2 separate regions of the Mus musculus genome follow, and region 2 is linked to region 1. The links are chromatin contacts, called in public HiChIP or PLAC-seq maps. All regions are on one chromosome and are shown on one strand. Each heading gives the region's core, a stretch centred on a gene start, on an enhancer-like site or on the middle of the called end of the contact. The rest is flanking DNA. Distances are from core to core; before and after follow the strand shown. Region 1 overlaps Crlf3 (cytokine receptor-like factor 3). Region 2 overlaps Adap2 (ArfGAP with dual PH domains 2).

Region 1 (5,285 bases), core at 1,331-3,830:
TTCTGGAACTCACTCTGTAGACCAAGCTGGCCTCAAACTCAGATCCAAGAGTGCTGAAATGAAAGATGTGAGCCACCACACCTGGTTTGATGTAGTTAAAGAAAACTTTTAAAACTATATGGAGAGAGAGAGAGAGAGAGAGAGAGAGAGAGAGAGAGCGCGCAAGCGAGCACGCATTTGTAAGGAATGTGTGTGCAGAGCTCCTGTGCACAGCACCTGGGCCTTCACCTGTGTGTAGAAGACTTTTGAGGGTCAGTGCTCCCGCTCCACCATGTGGGCCTCAAGGACTGAACTCAGGTTTTGGGACTTGGAGCAAGTACCTTTATCCAACAAGCCATCTTGCCAACCCAATGATTACTTTCTGTGGTAAGAACACTGAAGCTCTCTCTTAGCAATTTGCAAAATACAATATAGTTCAGGGCACAGTCCCTGCCCTATACATTAATGCTCCAGAATATGTTCATCCTATCACAGAAACCCTGCACCGTGGTACCACGTATCACTATTTCTCCCCACCTTGTTCCTGCTGACCAGTATTCTACTGCATGCTCCTATGAATCCTTTTCAGATTCTACAGAAATGAGATCATGTAATCCTTCCCTCGTGTTTGCTTGTTTCATGTAGCCTCTTGATGACAAGCATGTGTCACCATAATCAGCTTTGTTGCTGCTGCTGTCATTTTTTTTAAATCTGCTTTACTTTTGTGTCTGTCTGTCTGTCTGTCTGTCTGTGTACGTGCACGCACGCATACGCGCAGGGGCACAGATGTCTTCCTAGATCACTGTTCATTTCATTTTGGTGAATACAATCTCTCACTAATCACAAACCTCGGTGATTGGTGGGACAAGCTGGCCGATAACTGGATCGAGTTGTGATTATGAAATGTTCTTTGCAAAGGGATTCTGTGTGCTCCCTGCTAACTCAGACTACAGGGTTGAGACCAACTGAACACAGCTTAGGAGGAGTAGGAGGGACATACGCTCAGAACTCTCACTTGTCACAGGCACATTGGTGAGTCTGCCCACATTTTAGATGCACTGTCCTCGGTCCACAGAGCCAAGTTTAAAAATCTTTGTGCTAGGAGTTATAACAGAAAAGTCTTTGCATCTCACATATATTCTGAAAGCAAATAAGCTGTTTGTAGTCACCAGATGTTTAATAAAATGTAATGGGCTGGGCATGGTGGCGCACGCCTTTAATCCCAGCACTTGGGAGGCAGAGGCAGGTGGATTTCTGAGTTCGAGGCCAGCCTGGTCTACAAAGTGAGTTCCAGGACAGCCAGGGCTATACAGAGAAACCCCGTCTTCAAAACAAAACAAAACAACAACAACAAAAATGTAATGGATAGGGGCTGGAGAGATGGCTCAGCGGTTAAGAGCACTGATTGCTCTCCTGAAGGTCCTGAGTTCAAATCCCAGCAACCACATGGTGGCTCACAACCACCCATAATGAGATCTGGCGCCCTCTTCTGGAGTGTCTGAGGACAGCTACATTGTACTTAGATATAATAAATAAATAAATCTTTTTAAAAAAATGTAATGGATAAAACACAGTCCATTTCCTCTCAAATACTAACTATAAGTGGGACAGTTCAAACACACGACCTGGGATATGACTCAGGAGTGTAAGCATCTAGATTCAATCTCCAGCAGTAAAGGTGCATACCTTTAATCCGAGCACTTGGGAGGCAGAGGCAGGCAGATTTCTGAGTTCGAGGCCAGCCTGGTCTACAAAATGAGTTCCAGGACAGCCAGGGCTATAAAGAGAAACCCTGTCTCAAAAACCAAAAAAACCAAAACCAAAACCAAAAAAAGAGCTCCCAAAGCCATCATTTTGTTTTACAAACAATAGTAGTTTTATGATCTATTATATACTATTCTAACTCTTAATCCTCTTGCCAGCTTTCTCTTGACTGGAATATTAACATGTGTACACACACACACACACACACACACATACACACACATACACCTACCAAAAATGAATAATATATACATATACGTGTGTGTATGTGTGTGTGTGTGTGTGTGTCAGCACAAGCCCTTAATCCAGCACTTTGGAAGCAGAGGTAGGTGGATCTCTGAGTTCAAGGCCAGCCCGGTTTACAGAGCTAATTCCAGAATAGGTTACACAGAGAAACCCTATCTCGAAAAACCAAAAAATAAACTAAAAAACTACAGAAAGAAAGTCTTATGACTTTTATATTGTTAGCAATGCACAGTGTCAGGCTCTAGACCTGATGCATTTGTTTGTTATTTTGAAAGTCAATATCTCATGGATACCAAGCCTCAATCTCATTGTAGTTCAAGAGGATCCTGAACTTCTGATCTTTCTTCTTTCACCCCTCCAAACTACAGGTAGGTCCCCCCATGTCCAGCTTCAAGCATAGTGGGCAAATACTCTCCCAACTGAGCTACATCTCAGGCCCAGCCCCAGAACCTGAATTTTTTAAGACCATGGTTGATTTATAAATGCAATATAGGTAGAATAAAGTCCACTGTGCCACATTTCAGACCTTCCTCTAAGAGGAAACTCTGCACTTGAGCACTGAACCAGCAAGGCCCTGCCTGGCTCTTTAACGGATACAGCATATGCAGGAAGTGCCCTGGTTAGGTAAAGTCAATTTCCTCTTTAGAAAGAATTCAGAAGCTCCCTCAGAAATTGCAAGCCCGTGTTATTTTGTTGGTTTTGTCTGACAACCTTAGGGAAAGAGGAAATATGTCAACATTAGTGAGGACTGTGGAGGGAAGCCTCCACTTCCAAACCTGCCCCCCAGGCGCTCGCCGGGCATGCATGTGGTGTCTGTTGTTCACAGAACACCAACCACTGCCTTTTCAAACCTCCTTGGTTTTCCCTTAGATCATTTTCTTCTTCCAAAAAATAGCTCACAGTTTAAAGCTCAGTCAACATTAATCTAACCATAGTAATCAAGTATCAAGTTTTTTGGCTTTATGAAAACAGTTCACTGATGAGTCTCCCAGTTTGAGGTAGGCTAATGTGTTTCCTCTTATCTGACTACAGCATCATACCTGCACAGTCTACAATGGAGGGAAAAAAACTCAAGACTTCCCTGTGCCCCACATCTGAGTCCAGGAGCCATGTTCTTGCTACCGAGGTGATTTTGACTTACAGATGTGATTTTAACAAGTTCCAAGCAAGATGGCACACTTCTGTAATCCAAACACTCAAACGTAGAGGCAAGAGCCAGAGATCTATTGAATAAGTTCCAGACTAGCCAGTGCTATACTAGGAAACAATGCCGATAGTTCTAGGCCAGCCAAGAGAGAGAGAAAGTATAAATGGCAGGCAACTTAAGGACTCCAGGAGGAAACTGTAATTTATACAGTTTATATTCGTCAGTCATATTCTGAACTCCTACTGAAACCTCCAGTGTGACAAGATCATTAAAACTTTTCTTTTCTCTTCTCTTCTCTTCCTTTCTCTCTTTCTCTTTCTCTCTCTCTCTCTAGCCCTAGCTGTCCCGGAGCTCACAGAGATTTATCTGCCTGCCTCTGCCTCCTCAGTGCTGGATTAAAAGTTTGCTGTCACCGGCCATCCTTGCAAGATTATTAAAAGTGACAAGATTATTTAAGCTCACTGTTTAACCTTTTGAAGGTAACAGGATGATGAGCTCACAAAATACTATCCATTGATACAAGACAACACACAACTGAACTACTTTCCTCAGAGTTTAGTTATCAAAAGGTCATAAAGTTGGGGCTGGAGAGATTGCTCAGCAGTTAAGAACACTGGCTGGTCTTCCAGTGGACCCAGGCTTAATTCCCAGCATCTACATGGTAGCTCACAAGGCTATAACTCCAGCTGCTGAGTATCTGACACCTTCACACAGCTATACATGCAGGCAAAACACCAATGCACATAAAATAAATAAGTCATTTAAAAAGATCATACAATGTATTTTTTAAAGATTGATTTATCGCCGGGCAGTGGTGGCCCATGCCTTTAATCCCAGCACTTGGGAGACAGAGGCAGGTGGATTTCTGAGTTCGAGGCCAGCCTGGTCTACAGAGTGAGTTCCAGGACAGCCAGGGCTACACAGAGAAACCCTGTCTCAAAAAAGCAAAAAACAAACAAACAAAAAAAGAGATTTATTTATTTATTTTATGTATCTGAGTACACTGTAGCTGTCTTCAGACACATCAGAAGAGGACGTCAGATCCCATTACAGATGGTTGTGAGCCACCATGTGGTTGCTGGGAATTGAACTCAGGACCTCTGGAAGAACAGCCAATACTCTTAACCCCTGAGCCATCTCCCCAGCCCCTATAAAATGTATTTAAACCTTAATTAAGACCACACCTTTAGGGCTGGTGAGATGGCTCAGTGGGTTAGAGCACCCGACTGCTCTTCCGAAGGTCCAGAGTTCAAATCCCAGCAACCACATGGTGGCTCACAACCATCCGTAACGAGATCTAAAGACAGCTACAGTGTACTTACATATAATAAATAAATAAAACCTTTAAAAAAAAAAAAAAAAAAGACCACACCTTTAATCCTAGCACTCAGGAGGCAGAGTCAGGTGTGATTAGACAGTGTCTCACTAAGTAGCCTTGGCCTGGAACTCATTATGTAGCCCAGGCTACCCTTATACTCCCAGGAATCCTCCCTCCTCAGCTTTAGTGATAAGATTATGAATGTGCTGCACCAAAGAACTAACAGCTTCTAACCTGCTGAACTTTTGCAGTTTATTATACAGCAGGAGATAATCAAACAGCATGGTGAGACAGATGATTAACTCTAGATTAACTGCATTAATGAAGAAAATGCACATCATCAAGATTACAATCTAAGAAGAATCTCTGCAAAACTACACCCACACATTCACAAAGGCTTTCATTTACATGTTTACTGAGTTGATTATGTGCCAGGAATCTGGATTGTAAAAACGATTAAGGCGGGGCTGGAGAGCTGGCTCAGTGGTTAAGAGCACTGGCTGCTCTTCCAAAGGACCCAGATTTAATGCCCAGCAACCACATGGCAGCTGTGTGAGCATACCTGTCTGTAACCCCAGTTTCAGGGGATCTGATACCGTCACATAGACAAAAATGCAGGCAAAACACAATGCACATAAAAGCTAATTAATTAATTAAAATCACCCCAAAACAAAACAATAAATATGTCATGATCTTGACCTTAAAGAACTCATTCTCTGGACATGGTGGCATATCACTCACAAGCACAGCATTCAAGAGCCTGGGGCGGGAACACCTCAAGTTTCAAGCCAGCCTACAAAACAAAACCTTTCATTTTGGAAAAGGAGGCAG
Region 2 (5,285 bases), core at 1,239-3,738, 100 kb after region 1:
GGTCCAGGACAATCTGGATTACATAGTGCGACGATAACAATAACAACAAAAACAAACAAACAAGAAAGGGCAGGTATGGGTAGGGTAGAGTTTGTGATTGAGGAGGAAGGGTCAATGGACAGGGCCAGGATCCTTCCTTCCACATGTCAAACTGGACCAAGAGCATCCTTATGACTTAAGATCTTGTGAGCCTGGAGGAATGGCTCAGTGCAACCCCTGCTGCCCTTGCAGAGGACCTGGGTTCAGTTCCCGGCACCGACACAATAGTTTATGACTTCAGTTCCAGGACCTCCAGTGCCCTCTTCTGGTTTCTGTGTATGCAGGATGCTTAGTTGGTGCATAGACATACCTGCAGGTAAAACACATTAAGTAGAAACAAATACCTTTTAAGAAAATACGTGATTTTATGAATAGGGGTGTTTTGCCTGCATCGTGTTTGTGTATCGCATTCGTGCATGGTGCTCACAAGGCCAGGAGATGGTATCAGACTCCCCTGGAATGGGAGTTATAGATTAGTGTGGGTCCTGGGAGTTAAAGCTGGGTCCTCTGGAAGAACAGCCAGTGCTCTTAACTGCTGAGCCATCTATCTGTCCAGTCCCAAAATAAATAAGCAAAACTAGTCTCAGTCCACCCGAGACCTGCTCAATTAGAAACTTTCACAGAGTCTTGAGTGATGAGGACACACAAAAATGTTTAGGAAACATTATAACTTTGTAGTCCCATCACTTGGCAGACTGAGGCAGGAGGATCATGGTTTTGCAGCCGAATTAGGATTCATAGCAAGACGGGGAGATCAGCCTGTAGGAGGAGAACAGTCAAGCAAAGGATAAATGTGAGAGTGAACTGGCTCAGCAGAGTCGGTGACAGGACAGGCAGAGATGCTAAGTACACACGGAGAAGCATTGGCTGACACTGTGGGGTCATTTAACTTTGCCAGACGTGCTCTTGGTGACTGTTAGCCTTCATGTCTGAATGTTTGACAACCCTGAAAATACTTTCTCCCCACATTCAAGGGACAGGGACAGATCAGGTCCCTTACTCAGGTCACACAGTAGAGAGTTCCTCAGTCCAGCATCCATTTAACAACTTTTTTTTTTTTTTTTTTTTGTGGGAGGGATCAAAACAGGGTTTCTCTGTATAGCCCTGGCTGTCCTGGAACTCAATTTGTAGACCAGGCTGGCCTCGAACTCAGAGATCCGGCTGCCTCTGCCTCTGCTACTGGAGTGCTGGGGTCAGTGTGCCACTACCACCCGGCCAAGACACTTTTTTAAAATTAGATCTCTTCCTTTTATTTTATGTGTAAGTATGATTCTGCTGGTGAGAGAACCTTGGGCAGCAGCTATCTGGAGTTAGAGGAAGAGATTTTCCCAGGGTTCCTCAAACTGGGGAGGTGACTCTGGACTGCTCCCTAATGCCCACCTTTCTCACGGCTTTTTTTTTTTTTTAAGATTTATTTATTTATTATATGTAAGTACACTGTAGCTGTCTTCAGACACACCAGGAGAGGGCATCAGATCTTGTTACGGATGGTTGTGAGCCACCATGTGGTTGCTGGGATTTGAACTCAGGACCTTTGGAAGAGCAGTCAGTGCTCTTAACTACTGAGCCATCTCTCCAGCCCTTTCTCATGGCTTTTACCTGCTTTGTAGATTGGTTTTTGTTTGCTTGGGGACTTGGTTGGGTTTTTTGTTTGTTTGTTTTTTGGGTGTTTGTTTGTTTGTTTTGTTTTGTTTTTTGTTTTTGTTTTTTTGAGACAGGGTTTCTCTGTGTAGCCCTGGCTGTCCTGGCACTCACTTTGTAGACCAGGCTGGCCTCGAACTCAGAAATCTGCCTGCCTCTGCCTCCGGAGTGTTGGGATTAAAGGCGTGCGCCACCACGCCCAGCTGAGGATTTCGTTGTTATTGTTGTTATTTTGAAGGATTCATACCTGGTAATCTAGGCTAGCCTGGAACTTGTGTAGACTTGGCTGGCCTTGGACACACCCGAGTGCTGAATAAAGGTGTGTACCACCACACCTGGCTCCCACGGGGCCTTTAAGCACCGAGTGACCAGGAAACATCACCTTGAAAGTATTTGACAGTGGTGAGAGGTGATGGAAGCACCCTGGGCTGCAGCTTCTGTCTGCTCAGGCCTGTAAGACTGTTTTTCTTCTCCTTACGCTGCGAATATAAATATAGCCTAAGTACATGCTGGGTTCCTTTTTTTTCTGAGGTGGCTCCATTTTCTGAATGCCTAAGACCCAAGAACTTTTGATTTTCATTTTCTTTCCTTTTTAGGGAGGAGTTGTATTTTGCTATGTAGCTCAGCTGGTCTTGAACTTGGAGCAATCCTCCTGTCTCAACTTTCCTCCCACTGAGATTGTAGGCATAGGCCAACATACCCTGCCAAGAACGCCCTTAACAAACACCAGGACAGGAGACTCAGAAGTCCCACTAGGCCTGTGTGTCTGTCTGGCTATGTCTGGCTTTGGGCGTAGAAAGGAACTTGTTGCTCTCTGTTGAGTCTGCACTCACATGACTTCCTCAATCAGTGCATGACCTCTGTGCCCTGCACCACAGATCTCCCAGCAAGTCTTTCTGCCTCTCCATCCCAGATTCCTGGGAGAGAGCAGATCTGATAAGTCCAGTCCCGTCTCTTTATTGGTCCATCTGCTGTATCCAAGGCAGGGTGGGGACTGTTGGGGTATGAGGTTGAGGATCAGGTCTCAGAGAAACTGGGAGAGGAGCAACCCAGTGGGGAGGAGCAACCTAGAAGGCTTCCATTGTGTCTCACCACTGTGAAATACTTGCACAGGAATTTATTACAACATCTAAACTAATGTATGCAATGAATGGACTGTCATAGGTCAAAGGGTGGGTAGGGTAGGAAGGAGAAGCACGTGGAGTGGTGGGAATGTGGGTAGTGATTGGAGTGGGGATGAGAGAGAGAGGCAGGAGGACAACAAGGTTCAAGTGTGGCCTCCATGACAATCTCCTGTATCAAACATAAGAATAAAATGAAGAGGTGATGTGGTGTGCATGTGCAGTCGCCATACATGGGAGGAAGAAGCAGGAGAATCAAGGGTTCAAGGCTAGCCAGGCGGTGGTGTCTTCGGTGTCTTCAGCATCAGCAGTGGTGACTCATGCTTTAGTCCCAACACTTTGGAGGCAGAGGCAGGCATATCTCTTGTTAGTTCAAGGCCATCCTGGTCCACAGATAGCCAAAGTTTCACAGAGTAACCCTGTCTTGATAAAAGCAAACAAACAAACAAAAAAAAGAGTTCAAGGCTAATCTCTGCTACTTAGATGTTTGAGGAGGCTAGCCTGGACTACATGGGACTCACCACAAAAATAAATAAATAAATAAATACATACATACATACATACATACATACATACATACTAAAAAACAAACAAAAAAGTAAAAAGGACTCTGGAGATACAGAAGTTGTAGAAGGCTTCTCTAAACATTGTAAAATGAGGTGGAGGGGGAAGCTGGAGAGATGTCTCAGCAGTTAAGAGCACTTGCTGTTCTTGCACAGGACCTGGGTTCAGTTCCCTAAACTCACATGGTGGCTCACACAGCTGCTTCTGACTGCAGTTACAGGGGATCTCCAAGGCTGTCTTCTGTCCTTCGTGGGCCCACTCTGGGGCACATATATGCGTGTGGGTGTAGGCATGCACACATACACATGAGGAAAGGAAAGCATGGGTCGGGGTGGGGGAGAAGGAAGGAAGGAAGGAAGGAAGGAAGGAAGGAAGGAAGGAAGGAAGGAAGGAAGGAAGGTAGGTAGGAAGGAGACAGGATGGCTGACTGGAGAGGAGCTGAGAAACCCTTGGGGATGTGGTTCTCCGGTGAGACGATGTTGGCTCACCATTATGAAGGATGTGCTCTCAGTGTGACATCCCCTTGTGGCTGGCCTGTGCATTCCAGGTCCCTCCTGAGCATCTCTGATGGAGGAATGTCTCCACATGCAGCCCCCACCCCCACCTGAAGAACTGTGTCCCAGCACCCCACAGCATCACAGCCCCTGGGAGTCTTAATGCTAAGGAATACAGTCTTAGCCCCACTCCACACCAGTCTCCTAATAGGAATCCAGGAGTGTCTTCTAAACTTAAAGAAGTGTACTAAGCCTTTTTGTGCAGCTCACACTTGTCTTTTTCCGTGGCTGGAAGCTCTTCCTGTCTGTGACTTGTGACTAGCTCAGGGCAGTCCCCTGGGCTCTGATAATCACCCTTTCCAGATGTTCCCTGATGGGACTGTGTGAAGTGTGTATTTCCTGAACCTGTGTGTGTGTGTGTGTGTGTGTGTGTGTGTTTGTGTGTGTGTGTGTGTGTGAAGTAGTGACCCCGTTCCCTGTAGCCCTGTCAGCAAGGTTCTCCCACATCCGCCCATCTCACCACTGTGTGTGCTTTGCATTTTTCCTGGCAGGAGATAGTGGATTGGTTCAATGCTCTCCGTGCAGCCCGCCTGCAATACCTGAAATTGGCCTTTCCTGATCTCCCAGAGTCTGAGGTGAGCTAAATGTGGACTTGACTTCTGCGTGTTCCATCCCCTCCCCCTTTCTCTGCTTGTCTCTTGACCCCTAAGACACACAGGGGCTAGACAAGGTTTACTGCAGTTAAGCCTAGGAAGGCTGGAGTAAAACAACTCTCTGTGGGGTCAAGGGCCTCAGCCTTTGAACATCTTTCTGAAATTTCCCACTGAAATATGCAAATGAGCCTACCTATTGTATGCACAGTGCTTCTAGCCCATTTTATCTGGACCCTTCCTATATAGTAATTACTTAGAACTGAGAGTTGGGTTTGGTGATTGCTCCCATTGCCCTTCCACAGCTGTGTCCTGTGATGCTTGGTCCTTGGGAGATGTTGGGATCTGCCTGTGGTGGTAAAGGTAACAGTAAGCGGAGGACTTCCTATCGATTGTCCCCAGACATCTGGGTTCTACATCTACTTCCTGCAGCCTTGTCTGGGAACAGGAATGACATGGGGCAGAAGATGGTAGTTTAAGCCAGTAGGCCTAGGCCCTCACAGTTGCTCTGTTACTGACATACTGTGTGAGCCTTACAGGTACCTTTCTGAACACATTTCCATATTAGGAAGATGGTGGCTGGTCCAGGTCTCCTTCAGGGTCCCCTCTAAGCTCTGAGGTTCTGTGATTGAGGATGTGGGTTTGTTTTGTTTTGATTTGGGTTTGGTGGTGGTGTTTGTGACATAGTCTCACTGAGTAGCCCAGGCTGGCCTAGAACTCACTATGCAGATTGGGCTGGGCTGGAAATCACCTAGATCTGACAGCCTCTGCCTCCC

The links. HiChIP or PLAC-seq counts read pairs in DNA pulled down with a chosen protein or histone mark.
Region 2: an H3K27ac HiChIP or PLAC-seq map of microglia shows a contact between it and region 1, with 2.9 times the contacts expected there. The contact joins two enhancer-like sites. A contact is called at or near these places in 2 of 39 promoter capture datasets (the C10 cell line and hematopoietic stem and progenitor cells), 6 of 115 datasets of contacts at active chromatin or transcription factors (the HPC-7 cell line, bone marrow-derived macrophages, embryonic stem cells and 1 more) and 3 of 9 other capture datasets (adipose tissue, liver and pancreatic islet).

Annotation. Positions count from the first base shown.
Region 1 is chr11:80,065,116-80,070,400 of GRCm38.p6, forward strand. The region is part of intron 1 of Crlf3 (cytokine receptor-like factor 3); the gene reads right to left. Among named protein-coding and RNA genes, the nearest start is that of Crlf3, 13 kb to the right of the region's middle. Within about 2 kb of position 2,581, at least 89 of the 459 cell types and tissues checked have an H3K27ac peak or open chromatin away from gene starts, as enhancers often do. A contact at or near this core is called in adipose tissue, bone marrow-derived macrophages, hematopoietic stem and progenitor cells and 1 more, where this site is marked.
Region 2 is chr11:80,166,268-80,171,552 of GRCm38.p6, forward strand. Adap2 (ArfGAP with dual PH domains 2) reads left to right here. Exons shown (of 11, transcript NM_172133.1): 7 at 4,411-4,494. Among named protein-coding and RNA genes, the nearest start is that of Adap2, 15 kb to the left of the region's middle. Within about 2 kb of position 2,489, at least 57 of the 459 cell types and tissues checked have an H3K27ac peak or open chromatin away from gene starts, as enhancers often do. A contact at or near this core is called in adipose tissue, bone marrow-derived macrophages, hematopoietic stem and progenitor cells and 1 more, where this site is marked.